Linked DNA regions of Gossypium hirsutum: regions 2 and 3 are each linked to region 1. Evidence: chromatin contacts called from public Hi-C data. All regions are on one chromosome and are shown on one strand. Each heading gives the region's core, a stretch centred on a gene start, on an enhancer-like site or on the middle of the called end of the contact. The rest is flanking DNA. Distances are from core to core; before and after follow the strand shown.

Region 1 (4,907 bases), core at 159-2,658:
CTTTAGAGAGAAAATGGAAGATAGAAAGTTTCAATAAGATAAGAAATGGTGGTTTCCTCAAACATGAGGTGCCCCAACCAAAAACTTCAACCCAAACAACAATCATAACACCCCAGTTAACAACTGCTTGATTTATTTAACCAAGCTATGAAGACTTGCAATTTCAGTAAACTAGATCGATAAAGTTAAATAGTTAACTTCAATGAAAAAGTGAATAAATTTGGAAAAAGATACAAACCTTCAATTAAAGCTAAATCCTCCATATGGAACCTTAATCCCATTCCCTCCAAATTGGAAATTTTGCTGAATACCATCACCAGGAGGTAGTGTCTCTTCATCCTCCTCCAAACAGTAAGTCTTAAGAATTTTAACTGCGTTCTTATAGATCTCATTATTGTCATGACTCTCTTGTAGATTTTCTATCTTTTCTAATCTCTTAGCCTTAGATCAAATAACAAACTATTCATTTTGTTAACAATTTCATCTATTTCTACTATTAATTGCAAACGTGGTGTGTCACATAAACCTCATGTGGACGTGGAAATATTTAAACAAAATTTAAAAATCTTAAAAGATAAATAAATTTTTTATAATTATTTAAAAAAACACCTTTGAAGATGAATTATTGACATGGTTTTCCAAATAATTATAAAAATTTCCAAAATTTAAAAATTTTAAAAATTATTAAGAATTATAATAAGTTATAAAAATATTTAAAAAATTAAAAATTATTAAAAACAACTGGAATGACTTGGACACATAGTGGTTTAGACCCAAATGAATTTGGACAAGAGTTTGTCCATATTCATTCTAGAGTGATTTCTTAAATAATTATAAAAAATTTTCTTGGAATTTTTAAGAATTAAATTCTTAATAACTTTCTATTAAGTTTTAGAAATTTATTTAGTTTTAGGAATTTTATATTTTTTAAAATTATTTTTTAATATAGTAAAATGCACATCAGCATGAGGTATACGTGATAGATCATGAGTTGCTGTTTGGTTGCTTTGTTAGCCACTTCATCACTTAACGTTAGAAATAGGTAAAAAATTTAATAAAATGGTCATTTTGCTCTTTGATCTAATGTAAAATGATTAATTTACTTTTTTTTTAAATGGAGCAAAATGTAATCTAACTCTTAGTACGAGAACCTCTATGATACTTTTAACATGATAGATTTTATATTTTTTTTCCAAATAAAAATTAATTTTACTTTGAATATTTTATGTGATTGTTTAATGGTGAATTTTTTAATAGGTGGATTTTTTTTTAAGGTAAGGGAATTAATTAATTATTTTTAAGTGGAAAATGCAAAAAAAAATTTTTAAATGCGACTTTTTAGTATAATAAATTTTGTAAATTTATCAACAAAACAGCCGGAATTGACAGCGTTACCTTGACCACGGTCCCAAACATTTAACACCTGTTCTGGCAACCATGCGCAAGGGACAGACAAATTTAACAACCTGACGGGTCTGTGAGCCTAGCACCACGGTGTAAGCCTTCGTTCACAAATCCAAAATCTGTCTTTGCCCTAATTCAATCCCTATTCATCGAAATTCAACGATTTCCCTTCTTTTCAACGCCCCTTTCTTCATCCAACCAATACCAAATAGATCCACCTTAAACCTCTCGATTCAATCAAAGAATTTGAGGGTTTTACCCCTTTTTCCCCTTCAATTTTTTGTAATGGATTCAAGCAGGCGAGCGGTGGAGTCGTACTGGAGATCGCGGATGATTGATGGAGCAACCTCGGATGAAGACAAAGTAACTCCCGTTTATAAGCTAGAAGAGATCTGCGAGCTCTTGAGATCGTCTCATGTTAGTATCGTTAAAGAGGTCTCTGAATTTATACTGAAACGACTCGATCATAAAAGCCCCATCGTCAAACAAAAGGTAATTCCGTTTCAATTTGCTCTCAATTTTGTTTCAATTTGGTTAAATCTAGTCAATTGTAATCAAGTTGTCGTTTCTCTGGGGAAATTTTCCTGGGAAAGTTACAAAGTTAAAGTTTTGAACTCAATTTAGTCATGCAATCAAGCAGTGAAGTAAGCAGTGAAGTAACGATCGGAGAACTTTAACTGAGTTTTTTTGTAGTTAAATATCTGTATCAAAGCATGACTTGTGTTTGTATATAAATGCAACTAAAGCAAAAGGCTATTAACAAAACAAGGAGAGGAGCCTAATATTCTCCGAAGGCGAAGAAGTTTTTACATGTAAAGAGTCTAAGTTACCATGTGTTTCTATTATTATGAAATATCAAAACATGTTGATACTCAATTTGTAGTGGGACTTTTACAGGCTTTGCGGCTAATAAAATATGCTGTGGGAAAGTCTGGTGTGGAGTTTAGGAGAGAAATGCAGCGGAACTCTGCAGTGGTGCGTGAGTTATTCCATTACAGAGGGCAACCGAATCCTTTGAAGGGGGATGCACTCAATAAGGCTGTTCGGGACACAGCTCATGAGGCTATTTCTGCTATATTTGCAGAGGAGAAAAATGCTAGTAAGCCTCCTCCTGCAGACGACCTTAACAAACGAATACAAGGATTTGGGAACTCAAACTTTGAAATGCCATCTGATGATAAGAAATCATTTCTAAGTGAGGTGGTTGGCATTGGAAGTGCTTCCCTCAAGCAGGGAATCAGTAGTTTCACTCAGGGCCATTCACTTAGAAAGAATGATAATGGGAACTACAAAAGCCCTACACTTCAAAGGTCTTTGACTAAAGAAATTGACCATTCTGATAGGTATGAACCTGTTACATTGCATACTGACACTAAAAGGGTTTCCGGTAATTCTGCTAGTGGACCTTGGGGCCAGGATTCAATAGTATTACAGACTGAAACAACAAATGGGGAATCCAACTCAAATAAAGAGAGTAAAACTCGTGAAGAGAGATTGTTGGAAACCATTGTGACATCTGGTGGCGTTCGTCTCCAACCTACTCGAGATGCCATTCAGGCTTTCCTTGTGGAGGCTGCAAAGCTTGATGCTTTGGCTTTAAGTCATGCCCTTGAAACAAAGCTTCTATCTCCAATGTGGCAGGTAACTCTCTGCACCTATCTATCGGAAACCATAGGGGTGGGGTGGGGAACTTGGCTTGAACCTAAACTATCTACCCAAGTCAGTTTCACCTTAATCACTTTGCTGTACATGGAGGCACACCGTACTTATTACATGCCCATGTATCGGTGATAATTCTATATTGACTTCTTTCCCAAAAAAAAAAAAAAGAGAATGGATTGGAATTTTTGTGTTTTTAGGTATCTTTTAACCTTGACCAGAACTACCGGTGACCAGGTTCGCATGAAAGCTGTATGTGTGCTTGAGTCCATTTTGAGGAAAAAGGAAGATGAGCATTTCTTAGTTGTGGCTTCTTACTTTACCGAGAGCAAAGAAGTTGTTTTGAGATGTTCTGAGTCTCCCCAAGCTTCCCTCAGAGAAAAGGCTAACAAGGTAAATATCTCAGTCAACCCTCTGTTTTACTTTTAATCAGAAAGACGAAAATATCATTTTTGTTATGCTTTAATGCCAGCCCAGAGCATTGTTTTTGATGGCATGCTTGTAGGTTCTTTCTCCTTTACCCCTTTGATTTATGTAGCAACTACAGTAAGTTCTCATTCTGTAAACTAATGTCATGGGAAATAAAGGAAAATTGAACTAACTTATGCTTAACAACTTGCTTTTAGCGATATGGAATTTTTTTTTTTTTTTTGAGGTTCACTTGAAATGTCATTTGTATTTTGGTTTCATGATAAGTGTAGGAAGGCCAATTGAATTTCCATCCTGTTTGAGTTCATTAAGGTATTGCATTTATTGATGGCATATTTATGCAAATCTAATGTGTTGTTTGTTGGTGCTTCTTTTAAATAATATTAATTAAAAAATCTAGGAAACTTCTATTATGTATTAATTAAATTTTGGTTGCTGCTTCATTTTTTCCCCTTAAACATCAGTTCAGAGAAATATTGATTAGTCTTTTGTTTCCTCTCCATTATTATTTGAGGACAGTTTCATCTCTACCTTTTCCTTGAACCTACAGATTGAGATATTTTAAGATGGCTCTCAATTGATGTCACATTATGTCACATTATGCTATAGTGCTCTATGACTTTAAAAAGTTATTATTTACACTGAATACTAATTTAAAGCTGGTAGGATACGATTTACTGATTTAATGAAATAGATGCCACAGTTGACATATATATATTTGCTTATTAAACAGGTATTAGTCCTTTTGAATGGGGAACAACCTGGTGGTTTGGCAAGTACTTCAGAAAAGTTTTTGAAAGCTGAGACCACACCTGTTCAAATGCCTGACCTGATCGACACTGGTGATCCGGATGATTACAATGGACTAGATAGTTCCACAAAAGATCAAAATGATCAAAATACTGCAGTACGGACAGCAACACCCCTTATTGATGACTTACTTGGAGATGGTATTGGTACTAATCTCAGCACCAGTGAACTGAAAAATGATGATGATCCCTTTGCAGATGTCTCTTTTCACACTACTGAGGGAAGAGAAAATGTGGATGATCTCTTCTCTGGGATGAGTGTAGATGACAAGTCAGCTATGAGTGATAATTGTGTGACTGCAAATGAAAAATCTGAACTAATCGATATCTTTGGGACCAATCCTGCAGCTCCAATTGAGCCCGCAAATAAAAAAACTGATATTAATGATTTGATGGCTGGCTTGTCTATGAATGAGAATCCACCTAGTTTGAAGCAGAAAGGAATCTTTTCTGAGGCACACCCTGAAGATATATTTGCCGATGTCAACACTCATTCTAGCTATCAAGCTTCTAATGATGCTTTGGGTGGTCTTCTTGGTTCCCAAGCCACTGGGATGAATTCAAACACAACGTTTCCTTTAGGGAACATGCCATTTGCCATCCCTC
Region 2 (4,461 bases), core at 1,738-4,237, 270 kb before region 1:
GATCAGTTCGATATTGGCCAATTCCAGAATTGCTTGATGTATAATGTTTTGTTTTTTCCACACAGAGTATCTCCCCAAAAGTGATGGATGCCTTGGATAATCGACCTCTGTTTGTAAGACTTAAGGGTCTGGTAAGTTCATTGTAGCCCTGATATTCTGACACTTGCTTGCTTAATATGTGATTTTTAGCCCTGATATTCTGACACTTGCTTGCTTAATATGTGATTTTTACTTGTGAATGAGCTAATACTGTTCAAGCCTGTTAGTCTGCAAACTCGGACAGCATTGACTCTTTCATAAATTTCCTTTAAGATATTGATAAGCATGCTTGGGTTTAATTGATTGCATACCATTGGAGAACTTATTATCTGAACTGTAAGAATAAAAAATTGGGTTTCTTAGCGGTTGTTCAAGGTTCAACTCATCACCCTGGAGAGCGATTGCAGTAAATCAAAAGTACTCTTGCCTAGTTTTCAATTAGCTAATTGAGTCATCCTATTATGACCGTAATTTACTGCTAGGCTCTAGTTTACAGCCTTTTCTTTAATTTGGTTAACTAGTTACAAATAATTTTAATTAGGCCAGACTGCCGGAAAGAGGGAGCTGCTTTCATTTATTTTGCATTGTATTTTAGGGGCATTTTATAGGACACATGGACACACTTCTTGAGTTAAAATCTTTCTACCTTCACAGGATTGCATGAGGGGTTCTTTGGATAAAGCCCGTGTTGTCTATGCTCCTGGAGAAGAAATTGGCAGTGAAAATCGACTTTCATGTGCCTGTCGTATCCTTTTTTATTTCTTCCAGTTTATAATATTTCCTTTCTTTTGATTCTGCACTTGGAAATACAAGAACAATAATCATGTTCCCAATTTTTGTTGAAGTTTAAACTTTTCTGTCAATTTCTCTGTTGGTTTCCTTATCATTTCTTAGAAGTTATTATTGATGCTTTTGTTGAGGCTGGGCTTGTTCTAGAGCGAGATATCAGACATGAATTCAAGGTAAGACTTTTGGCCTTATGTGTGTTTTTTCTTTGTTCTTTTTTCCTGTAGTATTAAAAGCTTGTGCTATCTGTGTAGTTATTAGTTGAGATGTTCTCGGTATTAATGAATGAACAGCAATGCTGTTTCTTGAATTTCAAATAAGTTTGAATGAGTCCTTGCTACACTTTTATTTGTTGAGATATTTTAGTGTTGATTGTTTATTAGTTGAGATTTTAATGTTGAATACTTCACGAATTTAGGAGAAAATCTTTGGGTTTCCACTTGTAAATAAAGCCTTCACCTGATCATTAATCAATGTAACTGTGTTCTCTTCATTTGTTTATTTGATCTTCTTTACTCAGAACGAGGTATGCCTTATTTGTTTGCTCAAATCTACCAGCATAAAGAGATTTTTGTCTTCCCTTCAATCCTAGATTCACCTTTTTGGCATGCTCTGCTCTTCATTTCTTTCAATTCGACCTCATTCACTTGATACTTGTTTACTGATATCTGTAAAATGTGAGGAAACAATATTTAATTACACCTATGTATGGTAAAGTAAAGCCTACTGTATGAATGAATAGTAACGCGATATGTCATTGAGCCTTGGTCTGTGTTACAATGTTCTCTCTAGAAAAGCTCCAGAAAGATGAACATAGGTAAAAGGTGCATATCACCATGGATTGACCTTGAAAAAACCTGCAAAGTGTAAAACTCTTCTTACATGACAGGGACCATAGCACTCATCTATACCCCTCCCCCCCACATCCCTCAAGGTCAGTCTATGGGTTCTGCTTTGCCTCGGGTCAGGTCTGATTGTTTTCCTCCCTCAAGAAACGATCCTCTAAATCATAAAGACAGGCACCTTCTCTTAAATGTATACCTTTAGATTTGTATGTCAAACACTGGACGACAAACTTAGTTTGCTGCAAATCTAGTTAAGACTATTGTGAGGGAAGGAAATAGATCAAAAAGAAAGGGAAAAGAATCATATCTAGAAGTCAATATATGCTTGTGTGCCTTGTATGAAGCAATGTTTAGTTGGTTTTTTAGTTTCATTTTATTTTCCTTTCCTTCTGGTCTCAAAAATATTAATGTTGTATCTGTTGTTAAATTTCAGTTGCATGCCACTGTGATGAATGCGAAGCATCGGAAAAGGTGCCACCCCATTTCCGTAATAATGTTTATTTATTGTTATAAGTAGCAGTGCTGTGCAACCTCGTGATTGTGCCTTCCCTAATTTATTTATTTATTTATTTGGGGTGTAACTGTTCAGGAGGAAAAATCGGAAGGTAAAGTCTGATTTCTTCAACGCATGTGGCATTTTCAAGCAGTTTGGATCGGAGGAATGGGGCGAGTATCTCATCCGGGAGGCTCATCTTTCTCAAAGATTCAAGTATGATGAGAATGGTTATTATCATTGTTGTGCTTCAATCCCCTTCCCTGAAAACATGCAAGTCGACTGATTCCTTTGTTAATCCAAATATTAGAGATAGAGATGTTTGTTTTGGTGCTGTTTCATGTTTATATACATAGTTTAAACAAAAGAGAAAAAATCTGAGAAATATAATGGAAGACACTTTCCTAATTGATATGGCAAAGTAGGGATGGGGAGTGGTTGAAGATTTCATGTTGCATTTGTCACAGTCACGCCAAATATCCGAAGGGTACGCGGGGTACTTCAATCTCACAGTGTGGGCTGTATAAGTGTGGGTGTTGCATGCCCCAATAAGTCGGTTTTGAAGGGAGAGGGTCAAGACCCACAGCTCACGAGCCAAGTGACGGTGACAAGGTCATTATGAGATTATTTCGCCAAACCCTCGAAGGGTAGGCTAAGTTGCTTCTTGAAGGAAAGGAATGTAAAACAAAGGTCGTGCTATATTTCACATCGGGAAGAAAAGGAAAGGTCTTGCTATGAAAGTGTGAGCACTACACACCCCAATAACCTGGTTGTGTGGGAAAAAAGATAATGACCACACATGACACTTGAGGCCACGATCATCCAGATAAGATGGGGCTAAGGGTTGAAGGTTTGTTGGAGTTGATCAAGATTTGTAGGGTCATAGATTTGATCATGTTGTTTTGAGGAATTCATTTGTTTCATCACTAAAAAAAAGGGGTCCAGAGAATTTCGCATCAAGTCCCCATTAACCAGGGTCCATTCAAGTTAGAAGCGCCAATCAGGCTGGGGCTGGGGCTGGTGCGGTGAGATATTAATCTGGGTGATAACCAAGGGTGTTTCTTTACTAAAGCTAAAATCAGTATATATGGGAATTATTGTCTCTCTGGCCCCATGGCTGAAAGAATTAATACTGCTAAATAAGTCATTACTCATCCTCAACTATCAAAGTATAGGATGGTCAATATCAGCTCTAAATGTTGAATTGATAGAATTAAATTAGATACGATTACATAATATGAATATAACATACTAAAATGCTCACGTCTTAAAATCTATATAGTGAGAAAATTGTTAATATATTAAGATTCATATATTGAGCATAATGCTAGGGCAATTGAAATGTTGTGGCAATTCTCAAAGAATAAATGGGGAGGATTTGTACTGTTGAATGATAAATGTTGGAATTAGTCAGGTTTTATTTTTATATCATAATAATGCCATGACAAAATCTTGATCATTCTACTGTTCAGGGATTCACTACTATAGTCTACTTTTTTCGAAGCCAGACTTAAGCTATCATTATGAGTTTTTGTATGTCTACAAAACTCAAGAATGATATCCAGACTATTCTTCCTTTCTCTGTACAAATCACAACTTCTACGCCTAGAGTGTTGCGAATATTCATTCGAATACTCGTTTGTATCAACCAATAATAATTCAGTTCATTTAATCTTTTCAGAATTAAATCAGATCTAACAATTTACCATACAATCATTTATGTCTAGAGGTTGCATGCATGCATTTAAAATAACCACAAATCGAATGAAACAGTAATCTACTCAAAATCAGACCATGGGCATTAAAGATAATAAAAATTCACCCAATAATTCCAATCCAGTGAGATTTAGCTCATGGATTGGACATTCAAATCCAAAATAAAACCATTCAGCATTATCATTCAAGTTTATGAATCACAAAGTTCAAATTAGAAAATAAAGGTAGAATTGCAGGAAGCTCTCGCTACTCCAGTTTTCACTTTAATATTGAAATTTGATGCAAAACCCAAGGCAGATATCTCTTCCCCTTTCTTGCATTTGTGGTTTTTTGCTCTGTAAGCTGCTACCATCTCCTTTCTTTTCTTTGAAATTTTTCACGAGAATTAGATGCATAGAAAAATTGCTTTCCAATTCCTCTCTCCCTCAAAATCTTCATCCCCTTGTATCTTTTCTCTTTCCTCCTTTATAGGGTAGATCCCTCCCTCTTAGTACACACATTTTGTTTCCTATTTTTTAGGGTGATTTATCTAGTACAAGTATAACTAGCTGAGAGTGACGTGGACTGAGTGCTGCATCATTT
Region 3 (4,728 bases), core at 1,887-4,386, 450 kb after region 1:
GAAAAGAAACAATTTTACATTTAAAAAAAAGTTAAATACATAGGCAAAATAGGTCCCAACGAACCTGATTTAAGGTTGCATCACGTTCTTGTCCACCAGAACCTTTGATTAAACCACGCTCTCTTCCAACAGCATCCAACTCATCAATAAATACGACTGAAGGGGCCTACCAAAATTACATAAAGTGATGGAATGTTGTACTGAAGGTCAACAAAGTAGTTTGGAAGCAGCCAATTGAAAAGCAAATTAAAGCTGGTACTTTAATAGATCCACTATCAGAAAATAATGTAAAATTGGACATATAGATGTGACCCATATAAATAGAACTCAAGTTATACATGCAGAGAGAAAAGAGAACATAAAGCAACTAAAATAAAGACGACACTTACATTTTCCTTTGCTTCCTGATAAAGTGCTCGGACACGGGATGCACCAACCCCAACATATATTTCCACAAACTGAGAAGCAGATATGGAGAAGAAGTTTACACCTGCTTCACCAGCTACAGCTTTTGCTAGTAAAGTTTTCCCAACCCCAGGAGGGCCACAAAGAAGTATTCCACCTGATTAAGAAATCCATACAACCTGAAATAAGCCTCTGCAAAGCACTAAAAATGATATGACTAGTAAAATAAAGCAAAACAAGCAATAGAAATAAATTTGATGTTTCTATCATGTTTTACTAGGCACATGCAGCCACAAAAAGTGTTCAAACCAGATGAGAAAAAAGTTCAATGAAACCAGAAATAGGAAGGCAATAGAAATATTTTATGGATCTGTATTATCTTAAAACGGATGATCAGCTTACAATGATGTCTTACCGAAAGAAAAAAAAAAAACAGTTATAAGTAGTTTCTGGATTTCCCTTTTGAGAATACATATGAATGTATATCAAGATAACAAATGGACCAAATTTATTATCTAAGATCAGAGAAGAAACAGAAATAAGGAAAATGTCACATCACTTTTGAATGTTGACCAACTTCTGTTTAAAATGAGAAGACCAGCCAAAATTTGTGGAAAACAACTATCTAATCAGTGTCATAAAGGGATCAAGGATGAGAGTTCCGCTCAGTGACTGAAAAAGGAAAAAAGAAAGGCACAAATACCTCTTGCAAACACGAATGTGGTAAGTATAATGAAACAGAAAGGCTCATCAGATATTCAGCAATCCAGATCAATAACAACTTAATAGTTGTCTTATAGAACTGAATAAACATATCATTATACCATATGATAAAATGCTATAATTCTTTGAACTTTGCGTTATCATCTTTATTTAGAGGTAAGTTGACTACACATGATCCATGAATTTACTGCAATTTTCGTTTAGCCACTTTAAGTGTTACATTCCTACAAATTTAGAGTTTGGGTAGTGATCTCAAAGTAAAAAAGAAAAAGGAAAAAGCTGATTCATCCAATTATAAGCTCTTGTATCCAGGTTGTTAACTTGTCAGTTGTCATGCCAAAGACTTAAGGTAAACAAGACATAACAACTTGCTTGCATGTAGGTTTCGAGTATAACTTCATTGCAGAATATTGAATTTTAAAATAAATTTATTCAGGTTTAGAATTTTTGACCTGGTATTCTTACTCCTCTTCTTCGGTACATCTCCCCATGTGTGAAAAATTTGACTATTTCCTCAAGCTCAAGCCGGATTTTGCCAAGACCTGCAACGTCTGAGAACTTGACATCCACTACTCTCTCCAAATACTGTGGCAGTCTCTTATTTTGTGCTCTCCGCACGCGTGCTCCTGACTTCATGAATTGCATAGCCATCTTCAAATAAGGATTCTGCTCACCTCCCCCTTGCTCAGCCTCATCATCCTCCCCCTCAATTCCTTCCAGTTCCCTCTCCAACTCCCTCATCTTTTTTCTCTCTTCTGCCTCTGCCTTCTCAATCTTCAACCTATCCTCGTAATCCTTCTTCTGCTTTCTGTAACTAAGCACCACTGTCCTATAAAATATCACAAAGAACACCAATCCAAGCGCAGTTGCAACATTTGAATCCTGAGCTAAACTGGCCCACATATTTGCCATACTTTGATAATTCCTTCTAGCATCACGCAATGACTCCTCATACTTCCTCTTCCTAATCTCTCGCTTCTTTCTCCTCTCATCCTCCTTCTTCTGCGCCTTCATAATCTTTTCAATCATCTCTCTCTCTTCCCTCATTCTCGCCAACTCCTCCTTTTTTTGCCTCTTAAACTCCTCTCTTTGTCTCCTAATTTCCAGCGCCCTTTTGGACTCCTTCTTCGGCTTAAACCACGACAACATAAATGCAGGCACCCTCCATAAAAATCCCAAATAAGGAGAAGGCACCTCAGGCCTCTTAATTGGAGGTGTATATGCATTAACACACAAAGATTCAATCTTTAACTCATCCCATGAATCCCAAAACTTCCTATCACTATCTATTGAAGGCAAAACAGTTCTTAACACCCTAGAATCTTCTAAAACTACTAAAACTGGCTCTGCCCTTTGCTTCAAACTAGCACTAGGCGGCTTAATTAAATGTTTAAGCTTTCCCTCATGTTTCAAACTGAGAATTTCAGTATATGGAATCCGGTTGGTTACAACTGGAAGATTTTTCGACCATTGTTTTATCTGCTCAGGGGTCAAAGCTTCTTGAGTTTTTTTCTGAGTTTTTTTCCTATCAGATACTTTAACTGCAGCAAGAGAACTTTGTTGTGGAAATGAAGTGGAGATTATAGTAAGAGTAATGGGTAAAGCAACAAAATTGAAATGGGTTTTCTTGGTTTTATCATCATCATCGGAACTATTGCTCTTAGAGCTATAAATTTGACAAGAAATTGAAGGGTAAGAGCTGAAGAAAAATGGGTTTTGAGGTTTGGGTTTTAAAGATGGAAGCTTTGGGTACAATGAAGAACCAAAAGAGAAATGATAAGCCATGAAAAAACAATGAAGAAAAAAAAATGTGAAGAGAATTATGAGTGAAAATGAACAGAAAAGAATTTCACTATGTTAAGAGATCGAAAGAGATAGACTTACGTAGTGAAACGAAACTGAGACATTGTAGTTAAGGTTATTGAACATTCGATTTAGTCGAATAGGAAGCCTAAGACACAGCATTTTATTCTTTTCTTCTTTCTCTTCAAACCTCTCCCGGATAAAAAACTGCGTCCCCGACCAACAAGAATATTAAACCTTAGTGTTAAACGACGCCGGTTAACATCTATAATAAACCCGCATTAATATTTTGGGTAAAGTACAAGATAATCACCTAACTATGCACTTCATTTTATTTTGGTCACCCAACTATTAATTTTTTGATTTAGTCACTCAACGTTTTGAAATTAAATATTTTAGTTACTCTCCTTTTAGTTGTTGTTAGTTGTGGGCTGGAAAGCTAATGTGAGCTCTTTTTTTATTAACCTAATAACAAATTTAGTCCTTTCAATGTTTACACATTTTATCAATTTGATCCTAAATAAAAAAATATAACAATTTCTACAAAGAAACAATTGGATTCTTTCTCACTCTCAACAATATACACTCTCTAACCCTCTTTTCAACCACCATACCTGATGCATCACCATCTTCAACTCACCCTCACCATATTAATTTCATCTACTCTCAAACCTAACAAACACTAAAGCTTCTATCATCAAACCATTTTTCCTTCAGCCCAAAACTAGTTAAACAACCACAAACATCACGAACTCACCATCTTACCCGTTTGCACGATGCTATCACCATCACCATTTTCCCCTCAAGTCCTACACACCACTCCCACCAACCATTTACTCGAGACCCGCCATATGCTAAGTCTCAACCACCTCTCTTTTAACCCTAACCCAAAAGCAACCCCAAAATACTTTAAAATCCTAGCATACACAACACCCTTAATACTTGATAGTCATAAAAACAACCAATAAACCAACAACCATTAAGATCTTTACTTTAGAGAGGAAAATTTAGCACCATATGCAAAAGAAGAAACGAACCAAAAGATTTAGGAAAAAAAAGTGAATTGAAAAAAAAACAAAAAGAACTCATATTGACTTGGCTTGGCTTAGTTTGGTTTAAGTGGTTCGGGTTCAACTCTTAGTGATCCCAATAGAAAAAAAGTTAATTGTTGACCAAAGGAGTAAAAGGAGGCCGAAACAATAGTGGATAAAGAAGACAATCTAAATAGTGGTGCAACTATTAGAGAAGTAGCAACGATTGGTGGTTGTGGCACAACATTGGACAATCAAAGGTTTTGAAAAAAAAAAGAAAGAAAATAAGAGAGAAAAAAGTAGAGGAAGTGAAAGAGTAAATAGAGAGGAGTGTCAATGGTGCTAGATGCTGATAAAGGTGAGTTGAATATGGTGATGCATCGTGTATGGTGGTTGATAAGAGGGTTGATAGGTGTCTTGCCGATAGTGAGAGAGGGATCAATTGTTTCTTGATAGAACTTTTTAGATTTAGGATCAAATTGATAAAATGTGTAATCATTAGAGGGCTAAATTTGTTATTAAGGCAATAAAAAGGTCAACATCAGCTTTTTGTCCCATAGCTAATAGCAACTAACGAGAAAGTGACTAAAATATTTAATTTCAGAAAATTGAGTGACTAAATAAAATAATAATAATACTTGGGTGACCAAAATAGAACTAAGTGCATAGTTAGTGTCTATTATTGTAATTTACCTTAATATTTTTGTTTACGACTATATGTATAGTGAAACTAAGGTATCTATGATATTTGTCCCAATAATGTCAT

Evidence for each region. A called contact is a pair of places that touch in the nucleus more often than the background predicts.
Region 2: a contact with region 1 is called in a Hi-C map of leaf, with 3 times the contacts expected there. The contact joins the enhancer-like site here to the promoter of LOC107951927 in region 1. A contact is called at or near these places in 13 of 34 Hi-C or Micro-C datasets (callus, hypocotyl, leaf and 1 more).
Region 3: a Hi-C map of leaf shows a contact between it and region 1, with 1.9 times the contacts expected there. The contact joins the promoter of LOC107951922 here to the promoter of LOC107951927 in region 1. A contact is called at or near these places in 5 of 34 Hi-C or Micro-C datasets (hypocotyl, leaf and petal).

Annotation. Positions count from the first base shown.
Region 1 is chrA02:85,562,392-85,567,298 of Gossypium_hirsutum_v2.1, reverse strand. It overlaps LOC107951927 (protein MODIFIED TRANSPORT TO THE VACUOLE 1), which reads left to right and starts at 1,408. Exons shown (of 6, transcript XR_001698679.2): 1 at 1,408-1,896; 2 at 2,302-3,045; 3 at 3,301-3,456; 4 at 4,226-4,907.
Region 2 is chrA02:85,834,702-85,839,162 of Gossypium_hirsutum_v2.1, reverse strand. It overlaps the pseudogene LOC107951643. Among protein-coding and RNA genes, the nearest start is that of LOC121217189, 4.5 kb to the right of the region's middle. Within about 2 kb of position 2,987, at least 4 of the 9 cell types and tissues checked have an H3K27ac peak or open chromatin away from gene starts, as enhancers often do. A contact at or near this core is called in hypocotyl and leaf, where this site is marked.
Region 3 is chrA02:85,115,923-85,120,650 of Gossypium_hirsutum_v2.1, reverse strand. LOC107951922 (probable inactive ATP-dependent zinc metalloprotease FTSHI 2, chloroplastic) reads right to left here and starts at 3,136. Exons shown (of 12, transcript XR_001698676.2): 1 at 1,581-3,136; 2 at 390-562; 3 at 65-166.